3 separate regions of the Sus scrofa genome follow, and all the other regions are linked to region 3. Evidence: chromatin contacts called from public Hi-C data. All regions are on one chromosome and are shown on one strand. Each heading gives the region's core, a stretch centred on a gene start, on an enhancer-like site or on the middle of the called end of the contact. The rest is flanking DNA. Distances are from core to core; before and after follow the strand shown.

What was found. Hi-C and Micro-C count contacts between places; a contact is called where the count stands out from the background.
Region 1: a contact with region 3 is called in a Hi-C map of epiblast stem cells, with 5 times the contacts expected there. The contact joins the promoter of FUT2 here to the promoter of CA11 in region 3. A contact is called at or near these places in 3 of 47 Hi-C or Micro-C datasets (embryonic fibroblasts, epiblast stem cells and skeletal muscle).
Region 2: a contact with region 3 is called in a Hi-C map of skeletal muscle, with 4 times the contacts expected there. The contact joins the promoter of MAMSTR here to the promoter of CA11 in region 3. A contact is called at or near these places in 1 of 5 promoter capture datasets (fetal skeletal muscle), 20 of 47 Hi-C or Micro-C datasets (alveolar macrophages, brain, embryonic fibroblasts and 12 more) and 1 of 2 datasets of contacts at active chromatin or transcription factors (skeletal muscle).

The regions. Positions count from the first base shown.
Region 1 is chr6:54,032,310-54,036,126 of Sscrofa11.1, forward strand. FUT2 (fucosyltransferase 2) reads left to right here and starts at 2,357. Exons shown (of 2, transcript NM_214069.1): 1 at 2,357-2,457.
Region 2 is chr6:54,055,874-54,059,726 of Sscrofa11.1, forward strand. MAMSTR (MEF2-activating motif and SAP domain-containing transcriptional regulator) reads right to left here and starts at 2,186. Exons shown (of 9, transcript XM_021094689.1): 1 at 1,945-2,186; 2 at 1,289-1,466; 3 at 74-111. The coding sequence starts at 1,436. RASIP1 (ras-interacting protein 1) reads right to left here. Exons shown (of 13, transcript XM_003127281.5): 12 at 3,816-3,853; 13 at 2,875-3,290. The coding sequence ends at 3,091. The region is part of intron 1 of LOC102161741 (a long non-coding RNA gene); the gene reads left to right.
Region 3 is chr6:53,996,548-53,999,990 of Sscrofa11.1, forward strand. CA11 (carbonic anhydrase 11) reads right to left here and starts at 2,097. Exons shown (of 9, transcript NM_001004038.1): 1 at 2,008-2,097; 2 at 1,843-1,917; 3 at 980-1,122. The coding sequence starts at 2,074. It overlaps LOC110261016 (a long non-coding RNA gene), which reads left to right. Exons shown (of 3, transcript XR_002344719.1): 2 at 307-426.

The sequences.
Region 1 (3,817 bases), core at 1,107-3,606, 36 kb after region 3:
CCAGGCTGGGCGGGGGAGGGTCAGGCCAGGGAGAACTCTCCCCGGGGGCGGGGGCAGAGGTTGGGGGAGGACGGCTCAGACCTGCCTGAGACGAGGTCCCGTCACAGACAGATGTGGCAGTAATCAGTCTGCCACTTTAAAGTGTATGCTGCGCTGGTTTTTAGCCCACTCACAACGTTGTGCAACCTTTCCCATGATTGAAGTCCAGAACGTTTTCATTCCCTAAAAAGAAACCCACACCTAGAGCAGTCAGTCCCCACTCCCCTCCCTCCAGCCCCGGACAACCACTCCGGTCCTCTCTGTCTCTCTTGATTTGTGGGTTCTGGATGTTTCAGATAAATAATCATACAATATGAAGCCATCGGCCAGTGGCCGTTTTTATACCATGGAAATTAGCAAATGCTACCAAGCAGGATTTTCTTCTTCAGAGAGCTGGTTACTAAGCATTTACCTGTGCAGCCCTGGTCCTGAGAGAGCAGAGGGTTAGGGCAACAGTTCTCAAATCAAGGGAGTGCTGTCCCCTGGGGGGTATTCTGGGAATCCATGGGGTCCTTTCTCGTTTGCACAGTGGTTGTCCAGCCCTAGCCCTGTGCTTAGTGACCGAGGGCCAGGGCTGTTAAAAGCTACGCAGTGAAGAATCCCCATGACTCTGGAACAGCCTGTTAGACATTCGTACAGGTGAAAACGCTGCTTACATGTGTCTAAGCTCTGACTCTGCTTTCCATGTGTTATAAGCTTCCCCGGAGTGTCTGTTGTGGCACAGAGGAAGCAAAACCAACTAGGAACCGTGAGGTTGCAGGTTCGACCCCTGGCCTCGCTCGGTGGGTTGTGGATCCGGTGTTGATGTGAGATGGTGTAGATCACAGACATGGCTCGATCTGGTGTTGCTGTGGCTGTGGTGTAGACCAGCAGCTGTAACTCTGATTAGATCTCTAACCTGGGAACTGGGAATCTCCATATGCCCCGGGTGCAGCTCTAAAAAAGAGGAAAACAAAAAAAGTTTCCCCTCTGGGCTGCTCTTCTCTGTCAGGGACTCGCTGGGGAAACCAGCAGCCCCTCGTCTGGTAGGCCGGCTCCCACGTTCTGGACTTGGCTGCTGTGTCCTCATGGTGTTGCTTCCCTGGCAACTTTTCCCTCCCGTTTTCTGAAAACTGGAGATAGCAGGGAGAGGCCTTTCTTTTTTCTTTTTGGCGGTGTTGGGCTGAAGTAGGCATTTCTAGTTGGTGCAGGGACCTCCTGTCACCTCTCTGGAGGGGGTGCAGCGGGGCTGCTCGTCTTTCAGTGTTAGGACTGCCGGGTGCTCTGGAGATGCCCACTTCATCCCTCCCCAGTAAAGCTCCCCCCCAGTCTCGCGTCTGATTTTGGCAGCTGTAGACAAGCATTTCCCGGACCCATAATTACCATTAAGAGATGCAAACCAGGAGTTCCCGTCGTGGCGCAGTGGTTAACGAATCCGACTAGGAACCATGAGGTTGCTGGTTCGGTCCCTGCCCTTGCTCAGTGAGTTAACGATCTGGCGTTGCCATGAGCTGTGGTGTAGGTTGCAGACGCGGCTCGGATCCCGCGTTGCTGTGGCTCTGGCGTAGGCCGGTGGCTACAGCTCCAATTCGACCCCTAGCCTGGGAACCTCCATATGCCGCAGGAGCAGCCCAAGAAATAGCAAAAAAGAAAAAAAAAAAAAAAAAAAAAGAGAGATGCAAGCCAGCAGAATGGTCATTTCCTAAGAGAATCTTTTTTTTATTATTATTTTTATGGCCGCACCTGCCAGCCTACACCACAGCTGTGGCAAGGCCAGGGATCGAACCCGCATCCTCATGGGCACTCTGTTGGGTTTTTAACCCCCTAAGCCACAACAGGGGCAGCTGAGAACCGTTTGTGAAGTGAGTGCAGCTGAGAAGAGTGGCTACCTGCCAGGTGTTTTCCAAGATTCCGGCCTGCCTGGTTTTGTATTCCATGGCCAGTATTGTATTTCTGGCCATGTGACCTTGGGCAAGTCTCTTGGCCTCTCTCTGTCAGTTTTCCCCGCTTTACCGAGGGGCACAGGGTGTTGTGGCTCTCACAGAGTTGTGAAGGTGGGATGAGGTTGGTAGGCCAGTAAGTGCTAACAGTTGTGAGAAATCACTGCGGGCCTCACTGCGGGCGGAGGAGGAGCGGGCCCATTCCGCCTGGGTGGCCCTCCTCCAGGCTGCCCTCCTCCAGGCTGCCCTCCTCCAGGTTGCCCGGCCACGGAGCCCTAGTCCCTGCAGCGCTGGGGGAGGAGGGAGGAAGACGGAGGGGCTCTGGGCTCACCTGGCTGGGGCAGCCTGGCCACCCCGCCTACCCCTGGAGTAGATCTTGGGCGGGGTTTTCAGCCCTTGGTGCTGGAAGGTTCGAGAGATTCAGAGAGAGGAGTCGACCCGAGGGGAGGGAGCCTGCTGAGCTGCCAGCAGCGCCACTTTGCCTTCCAGCCAGAACCAGGTGAGAGATGGCGAGTGGGGGGCGCTCCCTGCACCGCAGCTCACACTCGCGTACACACACACACACACACACTCACACACGGCAGAGAGCTGGGAAGAGGCTTGACCCCTGGGATTCAGGGCCAAGTGGAGACTCAACCGGCCACTCCTTGGCCTCTGACCCGCTCTGGGATGGACCCCGCCTCGGGGCCTCCACCTCCTCTGCCCCAGCGCACCGGCCCCCTGACCTCCCGGTCAGCCCCCAGCACCCTCCTCAGCCCCCATCACCTTCCTTCCCAGCAGACCTGTTGTTAGCACCCGGTCCCCTCCGTCACCGCCGCGCTCCCCATCCCCACCCGAGGCCACCAGCTCCCACCCTCCTTCCTGTCCTCGGTTTCCTCCGAGAGTGAGAGGCCAGAACAGGGTCCGCAGTCCCTGGAGCGGCCCAGAGCCGAGCCCCTGTGGGCGCCCCGCGCAGGCCTGCCCTGGCGCCGCCCGGGAGGTGGCCGGCTCCCTGGCTCCCCAGTTCTATCCTGATTCAGCCTTTCTGTTCGGGGTTTCAAGGTGGGAGCCCCACTTTCTGTCTTAGGCTCTTCCCCAGCGCTCCTGCTTAGAGTGTGAATTTCAGGTGGGGGAGAAGCCGGGCGGACCTGCCGGAGCCGGTGTGGGTGGGGAGGAACCTGCAGCCCGGCGGGCCCTGAGCTGCGGGAGAAGGAGGGCGGGGGGCGCCTTCCGAGCGGGAACAGGACTCGCTCATCACTGGGTGTGACTGGGCTGGGCCTGAGGAAGGGGAGGGGGGCGGTTTGAGCTGAGGCGGGATAGGGCTAGCTCTGGTTGGGAACAGATGCTGAGGGCTGAGGGGGGCAGAGGAGAGGCACAGAGGCTGCGGCTGGCCTCCAGGAGGGAAGAGGGTGAGGCTAGGCCTGGAACAGAGAGAAGGGGATGGGAACTAGAAAGTTGAAAATAAATGCTGGGCAGGTTTTTGTGCCCCCCCCGCCCCATTTTCCTGAGGGACCTGGAGCTTGGTTCAAAGTTGGGGCTCTCTTCTGTTCTATATCCTATGGCAACCTCTCCCCACCATGGGATGACTCCCTGGGGTCCCGGATGGCGGAAGGGACCTTGAGCCGTCCAGTGAGGACCGAGGGCCAAAAGAGAGAGGGGATGGATTTCCTGACCTCTGACGACTAGAGGGAAAGGCAGGCTCCTTCCATTTGCCAGAAGCTGCAGAGCCTTCCTGCTGGCAGGGCTCCCCTTGCCCGCAGGGGGTCCTCTCCTGGTCTCCAACCTCCCAGCCCCTGCCCCATGCCTGCCCCCCCCACCCCCTTGCTCACCACTCCCTAAGCCTCTGTTTCCTTAGCTTTCAAATAGGCGTCTTTATACCT
Region 2 (3,853 bases), core at 936-3,435, 59 kb after region 3:
CTGGTGGCCGCAGTCCTGGGTGCCCCGAGGGGAGCAGGGCCACCATCCCCGCCCTTTCAGGGCCCACACTTACTGGGTCCTGATACCGTCTGTAGATCCGAAGCTGAAGAACTGTGGAGGGATGGGGGAGGAGAAAGGCAGGAAGGGAGTGTCCAAGAGCCCGGCCTGGCAGGCGGGTGTGAGCTGCAGTTGTTGCTGGGACCACGTGCCCAGCCCCCTTACACACCCCGAGAGCGCAGGCTGCGGGTGGGCGGGCAGCCGGCTCCCTTCCCGGGCCTTCTGCCTGCTCCCTGCCAGCACAGCGCTGAAGGCCAGAGCCGCTCTGGGGCTGGGAGCCAGGCAGCGTGTGGGTGGGAGGCGGCCCTGCCCCCGGCTCCACCTGCCCCCTCACCAGCCATGCCCACCCATCCTCGCCGTCTTAGCGTTTGTCCCGTGCCTCCTTTTCTCCGTGCACCCCGTTTTGCACACACCCTTCTGTGCTACCTCCCCTCAGTCACCCCCTTGGCACACCAACCTTTAAACACGCATTTCCTGGGGCTCTGGTTTTGCACCTACACTCTTTTTGCCCACTGGTACCCTTTGCCCCGCTTCATGCTTGGCTCGTTGTCTTGGCACACACCCAGCCACGTGAACACACTTATTTGCACATTCATGATTTGCCCCCCCCCCCAGTTTTGGAGCAAAGATCTCTCTTTGCACATTTCTGCTCTTTGTGCAAGTACACTCTTGCACACTCCTTGCTCTTTGGTTTTCTTATCTTTGTACCCACCCAACTATGGAAGCACACTTATTTGCACACTCAAGCACGCTGTCTACTCAGGACTTGACTTCCAGGTATCCCCACGTGCACACTTTCCACCTGCGCTGGGACATGCAGTGCACCCTTTGACCCTTTCGAGGCTTCCCAACTCACTGTCCCCTCCCTCACCCACAGTTCCACACCGGGCACTCTGAAGTCCCAGCGCTGGGTGCTCCTCCTCTTTGCACAGTATCAGTTTAAACCCCTCTGCCTTTACGGTACCGGCCCTCTGCACACCCACCCCAAGTCTACTCCCCACTGTTCGAGTGAGCATCGCACTAGCCATTTGTACACTCACTGTCCACAACTCGACTGCTTTGCTGGAGCTTCCTTTATACACACAAATTATCTTTTGCACAGAAAACATATGTCTCCTGGGTGTAACCACCCCCCTCCCATCTCACCGCCGCCGTGCACACTCCCAGAGTCAGATTATGTCCCCAGGACCGGGGGACCCCTCCCCTACATTCATTGAGAGAAGCTTCTCACCCGATCGGAACTTGGAACGAATGATTTGGGAGCGCTGGGAGGAAGCCGCCAGGGTCATTGCCAAGGCTGGTCGGGGACCTGGACTGGGGAGGGCAGGGCCCCCACAGGAGGCAGGGTCAGAGTGGAGGTCAGAAGGCGTCCCCCGCATGTGAACACAGCAGGGAAAGGGCCTAAGGAACTTAGAGAAGGGGGAGGCCTTGAGTGGTATCTTCTGAATCCTGGGGAAGGAGGCGACTGGGGGCCCAGACTCCTGGGTGTGAGAGACCAGAGGGCTGGGGACCAGGACTTCTGGGTGTGAGGGAGAAGGGGCTGAAGGCCCCAATCCTGGAGCCTGAGGGAGAAAGGACCTGAAGTCTGGGGCTCCTGGGTCCTAAGAAGGAGGGCACTGGTGGCCTGGACCCCAGATCTGTGAAAGGGGAGGAAGGAAAAGGGGATGAAGGGCAGGAACTCAATACTCCGAGGGGCCTAAAATCTAACCAACAGCCTTGATCAAGGGCAGGTCCCAGGGGAGCAGAATGGTCTCTGCCTCCTGCTTTTTAGAAGGGCGTGGGTGGATGTCAGCCACCACGGTCGATGGGGAAGGGACTGGGATCAGAGAGGTGACAGAAGAGTTAGGGCGGGTTCCCCTCCCACCCCGCACCCCAGGGGCTTCTCACCAGGTGGGCTCTGCGCAGTCGTGCTTTGCAGCCGCTTCAGTCCCGCGATCTAAGCCAGAGGCCGCAGGCCCCGCCCCACCAGCCTTTAGGGGGCGCGTCGAGAGCGGTGGAGGCTGGCGGGGGAGACCGGAGCCCCTCCTGGCATCCCGAGAAGGGGCGGGAGCACGGGCTGCGAGGGCCTGGGGCGGGACTGACGTCGGGGTTCCTGCCTCCTCCTCCTCCGCCTCCTGGAGTGGGGCGGGGCAGCGGGGGTCGGACTGACAGAAGCAGGTGCCAGGAGAGGGGCTCAGGGTGAGCAGCAGCGGCAGGTGGTCGTGCCCCGGCCTTGCAGGCAGGTGCCACCTGTCGCTTACTTTTTCCCTGACGCAGCAGCGGGAGTCGGATTCAGGGGAGTGAAAAGTTCAAACTGGAGCCCTGGATTCCTGGTTCTGATGGAGGAGGGAGCTGGGGACCTGATTTCTGCGTTCGAAGAGAAAGGGCCGGGGACTTGGACTCCTGGGCCTGAAGGAGTGGGTTGGGAGCTCCGTACTCTCGGGTGTGAAGGAAGAGGGATTCCAGAACAGGGACAAGAGGTGCTGAGACTGACTCATCGGTGTGCTCGACAGGCAGAAAGGGCCAGAAGGGACTTGGAAACCCAGACACCTGGGTCTGAGAGAGGAGTATGGGCTTCGGAGGTCACCCTTCAAGTGTTGGCTATTTCCCACTGGCAGGACTGATCTTTGGCAGAACAAGTTTAAAGCCCTGTCCTTAAATGCATGGGAGGCCCCCGTGCTCCTGGGTTGGATTACATGTAAGAGGGCAAGCTGAGGCCGTGGCTATAAATACCTCGGCGAACTCGGCAGGAGCCCAACACTCCCGGCAAGGGCCCTGATGCCTCATTTCACAGAAAATCAATATCACCACCGCTCCCAAGTCTTAACAAGTGAGACGTTGCCAATCCGACAGATACCTTTATTGCTGCTGGTACTCAAATCCCAAACCCATCTTCCCATTGTCCCATCCTCTACTACTCCAGAACTCAAACTCCCAGTATTCCACGCGGGGGAAAAAAAACTACAATTCCCAGAAAGCTTTGCGCTCGGGTGGGCTCTAGTGGCTAGAAGCCAAGGAATTTTCAAGGTTCGCGCGTTCGTTCGATATGGGTGTTCAAGGAGGCGTGGTCACGGGAGGTCCGTGGCGATGATTGGCTGGTAGTTCCTGCTGCTCAAGGTCCCAGAGGAGGCGGCGGAGCCTGCGCAATTCACGATGCAGGGCGTCGTCGGTCACCGGACCGGTGAGGCAGAGGCGCGAGCTGCCCAAGGGCAGGATGAGGGGAGGGTGGGAGGAGAAGCTTTCGAAGATGTCCCCTATGAGACCGAAGAACAAGGAGTTAAGCTCTGAAAATGGGCATGAGGCAGCAGTGTCGGGGAGAGCCGAGGCTGCGTCACACCCGAAGGAAGGAAAAACTTAACACCCCCCACCAGCAACTCCTGTAGCAGGGTCCCCACAAAGGCTCCCCTTGGGGTGCCCAAGCATCATGGGAATTGTGGTTCAGACTATGCAAGGCCACTGTGGCCTGGGAAATGGGCGACCTGGTTGGGTTCTTGGATCCGTAAGGAAGGGCTGGGCACTTCATTTCACAGATTCCTTAGAGTGGAGAGGCCTGGAATCTGGCCTCCTAGGTGAAGGGGGTAATTTGCGGGGGAAAGAGGCTGAGGGCTGAACCCCTGTATCCTGAAGGAGAATCCTGTATCCTGGGATCCAGCACTTAGATCCTGGGAGGAGGAAAGGGTTTGGGTCCAGAATCCTGATCAGAAGGCTGTGGATTGCTAGGTTCTCAGGACCTAGAGAAAGCTGACAGTCCCAATGCCTGTGTCCCGATTTCTCCCCACCTGTGTCCACAGCATCCCGCTCTGCAGAGGGAGGATCC
Region 3 (3,443 bases), core at 847-3,346:
CCTCCATATGCCGCGAGTGCGGCCCCAAAAAGCCAAAAAAAAAAGAAGAAGAAGCCAGTGGGACCAGAGCCCAGTGAGCAAAGGAGAGGGTGGTGATGGGAGCCAGATGGTGCAGGGCCTTGTGGGCAACAATGGGGCACTTTGTATTTTTATTTCAATAATTGAATATATATATAACACATTTGGCACAGTGCGGGGTACACGGTAAATGCTGTATAAGTGTTTGCTGTTACGACTTATCCTAATAGAAGGATTTTGAGCCCGAGAGTGGTATGATCCAGTTTGTGTTTTTAAACATCTCTCTAGCTGTGGGATGGAGAATGGATTGCAGGAGGCAGAGAAGCAGGCCAGCAGGGATTCTATGGCATCAATCCAGGTGCAAGATGATGGCAGTGGAGAGACCAGAAGTGAAATGCTATTTAGCAGGTAGGCTAGAAAGGGCACCGGTAGCAAGTGGGAGTGAGGGAGGAAATGGGAGGGGGAAGAGCTCGGAGACTTGGCTGGGGCCACTGAGTGAAGGGTGGTGCCAGCTCTTATAAGAAACAGTATTGCAGTGGAGGGAAGAGCATGGATTCTGGGACCACACTGCCTAGGTCTGAATCCCAGCCTTGGCACTCTCTAGCTGTGTGACCTCAGGCAAGTGACTTCACCTCTCTGTGCCTCAGTTTCTGCATCCCTAAAATAAGAATAACAATAGCATCTATTTCATGGAGTTGTGAAGATGAGACGATTTATCAGGTTCGAAAACAGTGCCTGGCACGGGAGATGGTCTGTCTTACCATTGCTTCCAAGAGATGGAAAGACTAGGAGGCCATGTTTGGAGAGGGAAGAATCAGGGATCCATTTAAGGGTGGACAGCGCCTCCTCTCTGCTCAGTGTAGGGCTCCTTCCCCCAGGCTAGCCTCCCAGCTCATGCCCCACCCCCGACCCCAACTCAAGCCCAGTGGGGTTTGGTAACCCCTCCCAACAGGCCACTTACCTTCTCTCCCCCAGTGCTGAGTCTCAGTGGGGGCAGAAAGGGGTCGTAAAGGACCCTCTTCAGCTCCACATCCACAGGGCTCTGCCGCTTCCCCACAGCACACAGACTCCAGGCTGCGTTCACCAGGCCCCAGAAGGGAGGCCCTGGGAGCAGAGGTGGGGCAGGGAGGAAAGGGAGTCAGAAGTAGGGACTAGATCTCAGTGCTGGGATCTGCTGGGAAGGCTGTGGTTTCCTGACTTTGAGGGAGGAGGTGGCTGAAATGCAGAGTCCTGGGTCCTAGAAGACTCTTAGAGGAGTTTCCTATACCGCCCCCCTACCCCCAACACCTCCAAGCCTCTCTTTGATCAAACCTATCATCAATGGTCTTTGGGGAAGAAACTACAACTCCCAGCAGTCTGTGAGGTGGCCAGCCTACCCATCCCCTGCCTGCTTGCCCCAGAGCCCATGGGAGTTGTAGTTCTTCAGTCTCCCTTATCCCACAGCTGGTTGATGAATGTACTGGGGAGAAGGAGTTGCAAGAGAGGGCTGGACCAGGTGGAGAACCGGGCCCCGAACCTCTGGTTCTCAGTACGAGCCAGGACCTACCTGGTCTTTCCCAGCAAGCACACACACACTCTTCCACCCCCACACTCCCTTGCCTTCCACTCACTCCCACTCCCGACTCGAAATGCGCATGTATAATGTCCCATGCTGAGCCACCCGGGGTCAGAGGCTGGGCCTCCGGAGGGAGGAAGGAAGGGGCTAGGACTCCTGGGTCCTGGGGATGGGGGGGGGGGCGGGGGGGGGCAGGGGAGGAGCGGACTCCGGGGTCTCAGGAGGAAAGCCTGGCTGCCCAGACGCCTGGGTCCCCGCCCTGGCTGCACCTGGCACGAAGTTTCCCTGGAGATTATCCTTGTAGCTCCACCAGTCCTCTGGGTCAGGTGCGGGTCCGATGTGAGCTGGGGAGACAGCGGCTTGAAACCCTCTCCTGGACACCCCACCCCCACCCCTCCCTGAGGGGCTCCTGCCCCGACCCCCCCAGGCCTTACCTGCCGCCCCCAGTACTGCCCAGAGTACCAGCGCTCGAGGGGCGCTCAGACGAGCTGCACCCCCCATCCCGGGGAAGCCTCGGGGCGACCCCTATCCCAATGCCCTGACCCCCAACCCCCCAGCTCCTTCCCTTCTCTGTGGAACCCCGACCCCCCAAGGACTTGCAGCCTTCCTCTCCTCCACACGGGGAGCCCCAGTTCCCAATTTCTGAGGCAGCCGGGGACTGAGACCCCCCTACCCCACCCACTCCCCTGCTCCTTCTCGGCGTGTCTCCTTCCTCGCCTCTCTCCCCAAGCCCTCGAGTCTCCCTCTGTCTCCCGGTCTTCCTACTCCTCTCCTCTGCCTTCTGCTTTTCCCTCGGGTTACCCCTGGGCTTCTAACCCACACCCCCCTCTTCGCTCTCTTTTCATTAAGCTCTCCCCAGCCTCCTAACTCCATGTCTCCATCCTGCTTCTCTCACCTCCTCCTCCTCCCTCTCTCCCTCCTCTGCTCCTGCCTCTTCCTTCTCCCCTTCTTCTCCTCCTCACTCTCTCCCTCTCGGCCTCCCGCTGCCCCCTCTCTCTCTCCCCCCACCTCCTCCTCTCCTGCCTCTTCTGTTTCTCTGTCTCGCTCTTCTCCCTCCCCCCCTTCTCTCTCTTGCTGTTATTTAATTTTTCTGTTGGGGGGGGCTCTCACAGCAGCGAGCACCCCTCCCTGGGCTGGTGTGTGTGGGTGGTGGTGGAGGGAGTACTCCCAGGGGCAGGATAGAGAGGTTGTTGGGGGGGGGGACTCGTCCCCAGCTCCCAGCCGCGCTGGGGCCACGGGGGCGGGGGTGGCCCGGACACCTGGGGCCCAAGAGCTGGCAGTTTCCATCCTCCGCAGAAGGGGGAAGGGGGGGGCCCTTAAGGTGGAGCTGGGAGAGTCCTCGGGTGTCTCCACGCTCAGGGCCACTGGCCCTGAAGGATCCGGGATCCCCCAGCTCGCAGGGACCCAGGTGCGAGCCTGCACAGCGCCTGCAGCCCCCCGCCGGATGCATCACCCAAGCCTCCACCAGGGGCTCCCTTAACCCGGCTAGGGGATCCCCTGGGAGACCGGAGTGCGGTGTGGGCCGCTGACCAGGAGGGGGAGGCAGAGACTTGGAGAGAGAGTGGGGGAGCGGGAGGAGGCAGGAGGAGGAGCCGGGGAGGCTGAGGCAAGAGAGCAGAGGTGAGGTCAGGGAGCTGCGGAGGCTTGAGGAGGAAGAGGAGCCTGAGATGGGGAGATTTGGCAGGAGACGCAGGGTAGAAAATAAACAGGCAGGGAGGTGGGGGCAGCCGCGGGAGACCAGAGAGAGGGGGAAAGAGAGAGAGAGAAAGAGAGAGAGAGACCTGGGACATACAGTGAATGCAAGAGATGCAGAAACTGATAAGATACACAGAGACAGAGACCCCCAGAATGACAGGGGGGAAAAAAATAC